2 separate regions of the Salvelinus alpinus genome follow, and region 2 is linked to region 1. A link is a contact called in public Hi-C data. All regions are on one chromosome and are shown on one strand. The core of a region is the stretch at or near the end of the contact, and the rest is flanking DNA. Distances in the headings are between cores, read along the strand shown. Region 1 holds the start of rxylt1 (ribitol xylosyltransferase 1). Region 2 holds the start of parp12a (poly (ADP-ribose) polymerase family, member 12a).

Region 1 (3,774 bases), core at 384-2,883:
ACACTTTATGAATAAGGGTTCAGATGACCTACGTGGCTACTCCAAGGGGCCACTGGAAGACATCCTTGTCGTTGACCCAGGGGCTGTCATAGACCAGGAAGAGCAGGTCCACAAAGCCCCCGTGCCTCCTCAGGTAGGGGCTGATCCAGTCGTTGGTGCAGCGCTCGCTGCCCAGCAGAACCACAGCCACACGATTCACAGCGTGGAACTGCATCAAGGTCTGGACATGCTGCAGCCACCGGGTGGCGTAGGAGATCTTCTGCTGCTCCCGGCCGTTCAGCACCAGAACCACACTGTCTGTGTCCAGAGGAACGTGGCCTTGGATCACCGCTGGGCCTGTGTAGAAACTACAGACAGACAGATGGTGGGTGGAGGGCTGTCAGAATAGCTGACATCAGCTAGATCATATGCATCTTATATTGTGATAGGAGTCTCATTTGTGATGCCTTACCTGAAATCTATCTTTCCCACCTGTATCTCCCCCTCTCTCCACTGTGCTTGTATGTCAGTGGGGCTGAGGGGACCTTCTAAAATATGTTCCCAAAGGTAAAGTCCTGATAGAAGAGAGGAGTTACTTCAGAGGGACAATATCCATAAGAATGTTTTTTACGCCATAATGTAACCTAACATTGTAAGAGGAAGCGTCAAACAACAAAGAGATATCAAGCAATATTGTACAACTTATCACAGAAGATCCCTAAAAAAGCATTACCTATGGCCGCTTTCCCCCAGATTTGAACTTTGTATCTCTTGGGCCTGTTCTTGTCAATGCGCTCCTGGTATTGTCTGAAAGCCTCCCTCTGTTTGTGCAGAGCAGAAAGCGCATTAGCCTGCTCATCCTCCCAAGGGTTCCACACATCATCCCCAATGTAAGGAGCCACAACACCACCACCTGTAATCACCAAAACAACAGTACAAGAACACTTATTGGAGCTAGCTAGTTAGTGGTTTTCAAATAGCCAATTCACATGACCAGTCCATAACCATGTCAGGGTATTCACGTGTTGACTGTATATGATCATATACAGCATTGGACATGACCCGCAAACTATGGACAGTGAGTTTATTTTGTCAGATAAGTAGCTAGCTAGGTAATTTACCTGAGGTTGCGACTGTAATTTTCTTCACCACTCTGTGGACACGGGTGATCACCTTCGTATTAAAAAACACGTTGTATGCAGCATACAAGGAAAACACCACATACACAAAAACTATCAGGATGAATATTTTTCTGTTATGTTTTTTCATGTTTTCCTTCTCACGTTACCATTCTGCACTCGAGTATCAGTTAAAGTGACCAATATATGTACAGCTCGTTGTCTCGGAAACACTGAGAAAGCAATCAAAGGCGACTGTTTACAGTTCAAGGACCCAGCTCAAAGGCTGGCATAAGATTTGCCGGAGAAAAATGATTCCCCTTTTGGAATTAATCTACGTGAAGCATTTTCTTCTTATCGTCATACAGAACCGATTTCTATTTTGATAATTAAAGCGACTCGTGTGGCATAATTGAAATTAAATACAAAACAAATTGCTTACAAAGATGTTATAAGAATTGAGACTGCGCGTTGAAACATAATCCCGGATGTTACCCAGGACGTACGTAAAGCGGAGCGAGCTGCCAGTTAAGACAAAGACAGAAACTGCTTATCCTTTATAAATCCACGATCACGCTCGTAGGCGATGTCATGGCGACGTTGTCTAGCTAAACTCATGCGCAGAAACACGTAATCGGGTCTAACGGTCGACAAACGCCAAACTGCGCATGTGCTTGCCATCAAATCAAAGGCAATCCAATATAAAATAGTGTTTGACGAAAATGAAAAGGTGCAGTTTATCACTTTTAACAGGTTGGACTAATAACATGTACAATTACTTAAAACATTGGCTCGAATCTAGGTTGTGCCTTTAGATTTCGATAAATAAAAAAATATAAAACTTCTCTCATTGACTACTCAAACCCTGGCCTGCTTCACAAGCTTTCCCGAAAGTCTCGCAATGTTGCCCCTCTGGGTTTAAAAACTCTGTGGTTAAGGCAGATTTATTAGAGAAAGGAGGAGATATGAATCCCACTGGGCAATAAATGGGTGAATGTATAAGGTCTCACCCAGCACACTGTCGACCAATCGCGTTCACGTTGTCATAAAGCGTCACGCGGTTGCTAAACCGAATCTAGAAACCTGCCTATTTACCTCGAAAGTACTTAATGTCAAGATTCCAAAGCTATGTGATATTACAGATAAGTTAATTATCTCACATCTCCGAAAATATTTGTTATGTTGTACTTCTTGTTGACGAGACGTATGCCAATATATATTTTTTGAGCTAGCACCCAATTGACTCCCATTACACCTTAAAGTAGAGCTCTCCTTGTCCCAGAATGCACCGCGCGGCTCATTGATAACGCATGGGCAACGTACACGATGGGTGTTATTACGATTCCAGTGGATTTTTGCATCTCCTTAAAGGTATCTCTGGTTAAGGCATAGGGAAGACCTCACTGGTCTTTTTCTAGCGATGGAAAGGTCGAGTCTTTTTACTCATTGTGATCTTTTCGATTCGTTCAGTCAAAGGAACAATTATTTATACTAATTTCATTAATTTGAGTCAGTAACTATGTTTCCATTAGTGTAGGCTGCTGAGTGGAGGATGGCTCATAATAAATGTCTGGAAAGGAGCAATTGGAATGTCATCAAACACATGGTGTTTCCATCCCAATTTTTTATGTGAGTAAAGTCACACCACCCCCCCCAAAAAAAAATATAAACAGCTGTGATGGAAACATGTATTTTCAGTACAATTTTATAAATGACGACAGAATTTGTTCATTCGACATGGTGGGATCTTTTTGTGTTGGTAAAATTAATAATGAGAGAAATAGTGTTGGAATGCCTTTATGCGCAAATATTGATATAATAACCATCATATCAAAGTAAACTTGGAGTCACGCGATGGTATGGTGTGTGTTCCTCCCGCTATGACTTGGGAAACCATGCAGTTTATTAGGCTACAGATTAAATAAATGATTAACTTCACAGGGAGGTGAAAGTGCACAGGGGGTCTTGATGCTCCTTTTCAATAAATATTGAGGGTTTTATTTTGGTGACATGATGATTGATGCTTGACTGCCTTTTGACAAATAAAAATATGCATAATAATCTCATGTAGACCAGGGGTGTCAAACTCATACCAAGGAGGGCCTAGTGTATGCAGGTTTTAGTGTTTTCCCTTTCAATTAAACCCCAGGTGTGGGGAGTTCCTTACTAATTAGTGACCTTAATTAATCAATCAAGTACAAGGGAGCAGTGAAAACCCGCAGATGGACCTTTGAAGTGAAGAGTTTAGATTTTTGTAGCACCGTTAAAAGGTGTCATCTCTGACATTACGTTGGATGTGGAGGACTCGTGGTTACGAGGAGCATACCAGGAGTAGTTGGAGCACACCGGATGAACCGTGTAGTGGATGGGGGAAAAGAAGAAAGTCTGTCAGTATTGTTTATGTTTGACGAAGAGTATCTCCCTTCACATGTGAAGGTGGGATATGTTAAGATAGCTTTTGTGTTCAAGCCGTTGTTTAGCCGAAATTGCTAAAGATACGGACATGTATCAAGTGTGTGCCGAAGGAATGTTGTTGAAGAATCTGAGGGTGTACAATGTTGTAATTGTGATGGCAACCATGTTCTCAATTCCCCGGAGTGCCTGGTTAGGATAAAAGAGTATGAAGTGGCAAGGGTCAGGGCTATATAGCAGGTCTCGCACACGGAGGGTCAGGGCT
Region 2 (3,865 bases), core at 635-3,134, 170 kb before region 1:
AATAAAAGCCTGAAACTATGTCTAAAGACTGTTGACACCTTAGGGAAGCCATAGAAAAAGGAATCTGGTTGATATCCCTTTAAATTGATGATAGGCATGCATAAGAACAGAGAGGTTTAAAAAAAAAGAGGCACTTCCTGATTGGATTTTCCTCAGGTTTTCGCCTGCAATATCAGTTCTGTTAAACTCACAGACAATATTTTGACCGTTTTGGAAACTTTAGAGTGTTTTCTATCCTAATCTGACAATGATATGCATATTCTAGTTTCAGGGGCTGAGAAATAGGCAGTTTCAAATGGGTACGTTTTTTCGCCAAAAACGAAAATACTGCCCCCTATACTTAAGAAGTTTTAATAAACAGTATGGCAGAAATTCCAGCTATTACAGAGTAAGGAGGTGAACATACAGTATTACCTTATTGCTAACCTTCCCAGTAACCTATCCAATCTTTTTAGATCCACTAATTGGTAGAGGTAATTTTGGGAGCCACCCACCTCAGGCATCAGGTAGGGGTCGTTCTGCAGCAGTAGTGGAAACAGCTCTGCCTCCCCCAGATCATGGTGACCCACACTCCTTATAAGAGCTGTGTTGTGTGTGGAATCTAGACTGTGGGCATTTTTGCACTTGTTCCTAGAGTTTAAAGAGAAATGCAAACAATGTAAGTACATTGACAAAAGATGAGCAACAAAACCAAGACAACAAAAGAGTCACATGACTAACTTTCAAGCATTAGTCAGGTCAACAATGCTGTTGGCTCCTCAGCAAAAATATGTTGTTGTTAGCTACTATATCTATTCACTAACTAGTCCAATCAAAGCTTATGATATCCAATACTCATTGCAAATGAATGAGTCACAGGGCCAGTTACAACAGGTGTGTTTGTGGTCAAAGTGTAACAATAGCAGATTCTACACCCGAATTATCAACATTACTAAATATTGGATATTCAGTTCTCTCTGTCAATAGCTCTTAAACAAATCGTGCCGTGACTATGAAAATTATATATTCTGGATCATGGGAAGATGGAGAAAAATCCATACCTTTTTTGGGCGGGGGGCCTCCATCTCCCTTGATTCAGAATACATAATTTTCATAGTCACGGCACGCTTTGTTTAAGAGCTATAGAAGATTGAAATCTAAGAGCTATTGAAGACTTTTCTGGATTTCAATTTACTTAAAAAAAAAAAAACATGGATTGTTCTCCATCTTCCCTTGATTCAGATATAATTTTCATTGTCATGACATGATTTGTTTAAGAACTATTCAATCTTTGTTATTATAAATAAAAGTAGCGGATTGTTCTCCATTCACCCGATTCAAAATATACCAGTTGTATAGCCATAGCATGCCTTGTTCAATTGCTATTGAGGAGAGAACCGAATATCCAATATGAAACTAATTTTACCTCAGAGTATTTACCTATGATATGAAACATCTGTAGTTCCACTGAGATAAAACAAATAATGTTTATATAGTCTGACAGAACATGACACCTACCCGAACCTGCAGTTACCGCATACAAAGTATCTGCACAGGTGTAAGTTCTCGCAATGAAGACAATCGCCAGGAGGGCTTTGACAGACTCGCAGTGAAGTCTTTGCAACAATAACACTGTTCTGGCTCATAGCGAGACGCGAGGCCTTTCCTTCGCCTTTACTGATGGCATATTTTCCTCTGTCACAAAGTATTCCAAGGAGGACCTCATCTGCAACAGTAAACTTTTGACCAACGATCTGGTCAAGCTGCTTGAAGTCCAAGCATCCTTGATTTCCACACAGAATTTTTGTTACATATTGAGACACGACAGACGACATCGTGTTTCGGTCGGAGAAATTATATTTTATGAACCTCACCCAATTTGCAATTGGTCGTCAGTCACACTTCCGGAGAAACGAAACTGAAAGTCAAAGCTCGAGTCGTGCCCTTTAAACCGGGTTCCACTAGATTTCACAGCCATAACGTCAAAAGGTTCTATAATATTGTAAAAATTCATGAAAAAATATATAATTTTGTATTTTTGGTTAGGCACAAGGTTAGCAGTGAGGTTAAGGTTAGGTTTAACATTTAAAGTAGAAATGGTCGGGGTTTATGACTGTGGCTGTGGAAGCTAGTGCTGCTTTCAACATGGACAATTTGGTAGTTGTTGAAAATTCACACTACCAGGTCCTCTGTTTATATGACCAACATAGGATTTTGCATAACCTCTGCTTTTTATTCCACTGTGTTATGTAAAACATGAAATACATAAATTCATGTAATAATACCTAATGGTCACACGATGGCATTACAGTATAGCAATGAACAATAGAACTCGCAGGCAACTTTTGTTACCTGTCAAGTTGCTTCTACAAAGTATTGACTCAGGGGTGTGAATACTTATGTAAATGAGAAATCTCTAATAAATTACTAAACATTTGTAAAAACATGTTTTCACTTTGTCAATATGGGGTATCGTGTGTAGGTGGTGGAGAAAAAAATACATATTTAATCCATTTTGAATTCAAGCTGTAATACAGAAAAATTGAATAAGTCAAGGGGCATGAATACTTTCTGAAGGCACCATATGCAGCAGCACTAACTCTACGTCAGACTTAAATATGGGCTAGCCGCTAGAGAATAAGGAACTCAATGGCATTTACTATATGTAACCCCTTAATTTGTGTGAATTGAATGGTGCGGTTTATTCTTATGGACTTTCAAACATATCAGTTTAGGTCTTATACAGTTGAAGTCGGAAGTTTACATACACCTTATGCAAATACATTTAAACTCAGTTTCACAATTCCTAACATTTAATCCTAGTAAAAATTCCCAGTTAGGATCACCACTTTATTTTAAGAATGTGAAATGTCAGTATAATAGTAGAGAGAATGATTTATTTCAGCTTTTATTTCTTTCATCACATTCCCAGTGGGTCAGAAGTTTACATACACTCAATTAGTATTTGGTAGCATTGCCTTTAAATTGTTTAACTTGGGTCAAACGGTTCAGGTAGCCTTCCACAAGCTTCCCACAATAAGTTGGGTGAATTTTTGCCCATTCCTCCTGACAGAGCTGGTGTAACTGAGTCATGTTTGTAGGCCTCCTTGCTTGCACACACTTTTTCAGTTCTGCCCACAAATTTTCTATAGGATTGAGGTCAAGGCTTTGTGCTGGCCACTCTAATACCTTGACTTTGTTGTCCTTAAGCCATTTTGCCACAACTTTGGAAGTATGCTTGGGGTCATTGTCCATTTGGAAGACACATTTGCGACCAAGCTTTAACTTCCTGACTGATGTCTTGAGATGTTGCTTCAATATATCCACATAATTTTCCTGCCACATGATGCCATCTATTTTGTGAAGTGCACCAGTCCCTCCTGCAGCAATGCACCCCCACAACATGATGCTGCCAACCCCGTGCTTGCTGGGATGGTGTTCTTCGGCTTGCCAGCCTCCCCCTTTCTCCTCCAAACATAACGATGGTCATTATGGCCAAACAGATCTATTTTTGTTTCATCAGACCAGAGGACATTTCTCCAAAAAGTACAACTTTTTCCCCATGTGCAGTTGCAAACCGCAATCTGGCATTTTTATGGCAGTTTTGGAGCAGTGACTTCTTCCTTGTTGACCGGCCTTTCAGGTTATGTCAATATAGGACTTGTTTTACTGTGAATATAGATAGTTTTGTACCTGTTTCCTCCAGCATCTTCACAAGGTCCTTTGTTGTTGTTCTGGGATTGATTGGCACTTTTCGCACCAAAGTACGTTCATCTCTAGGAGAAAGAACGCGTCTCCTTCCTGAGCGGTATGACAGCTGCGTGTTCCCATGGTGTTTATACTTGCGTACTATTGTTTGTACAGATGAACATGGTACCTTCAGGTG

What was found. Hi-C and Micro-C count contacts between places; a contact is called where the count stands out from the background.
Region 2: a contact with region 1 is called in a Hi-C map of muscle, with 8 times the contacts expected there. The contact joins the promoter of parp12a here to the promoter of rxylt1 in region 1. A contact is called at or near these places in 3 of 3 Hi-C or Micro-C datasets (liver, muscle and red muscle).

What each region holds. Positions count from the first base shown.
Region 1 is chr15:47,220,478-47,224,251 of SLU_Salpinus.1, reverse strand. It overlaps rxylt1 (ribitol xylosyltransferase 1), which reads right to left and starts at 1,633. Exons shown (of 6, transcript XM_071343807.1): 1 at 1,101-1,633; 2 at 713-892; 3 at 452-554; 4 at 33-347. The coding sequence starts at 1,248.
Region 2 is chr15:47,393,769-47,397,633 of SLU_Salpinus.1, reverse strand. parp12a (poly (ADP-ribose) polymerase family, member 12a) reads right to left here and starts at 1,884. Exons shown (of 12, transcript XM_071343811.1): 1 at 1,498-1,884; 2 at 495-630. The coding sequence starts at 1,814.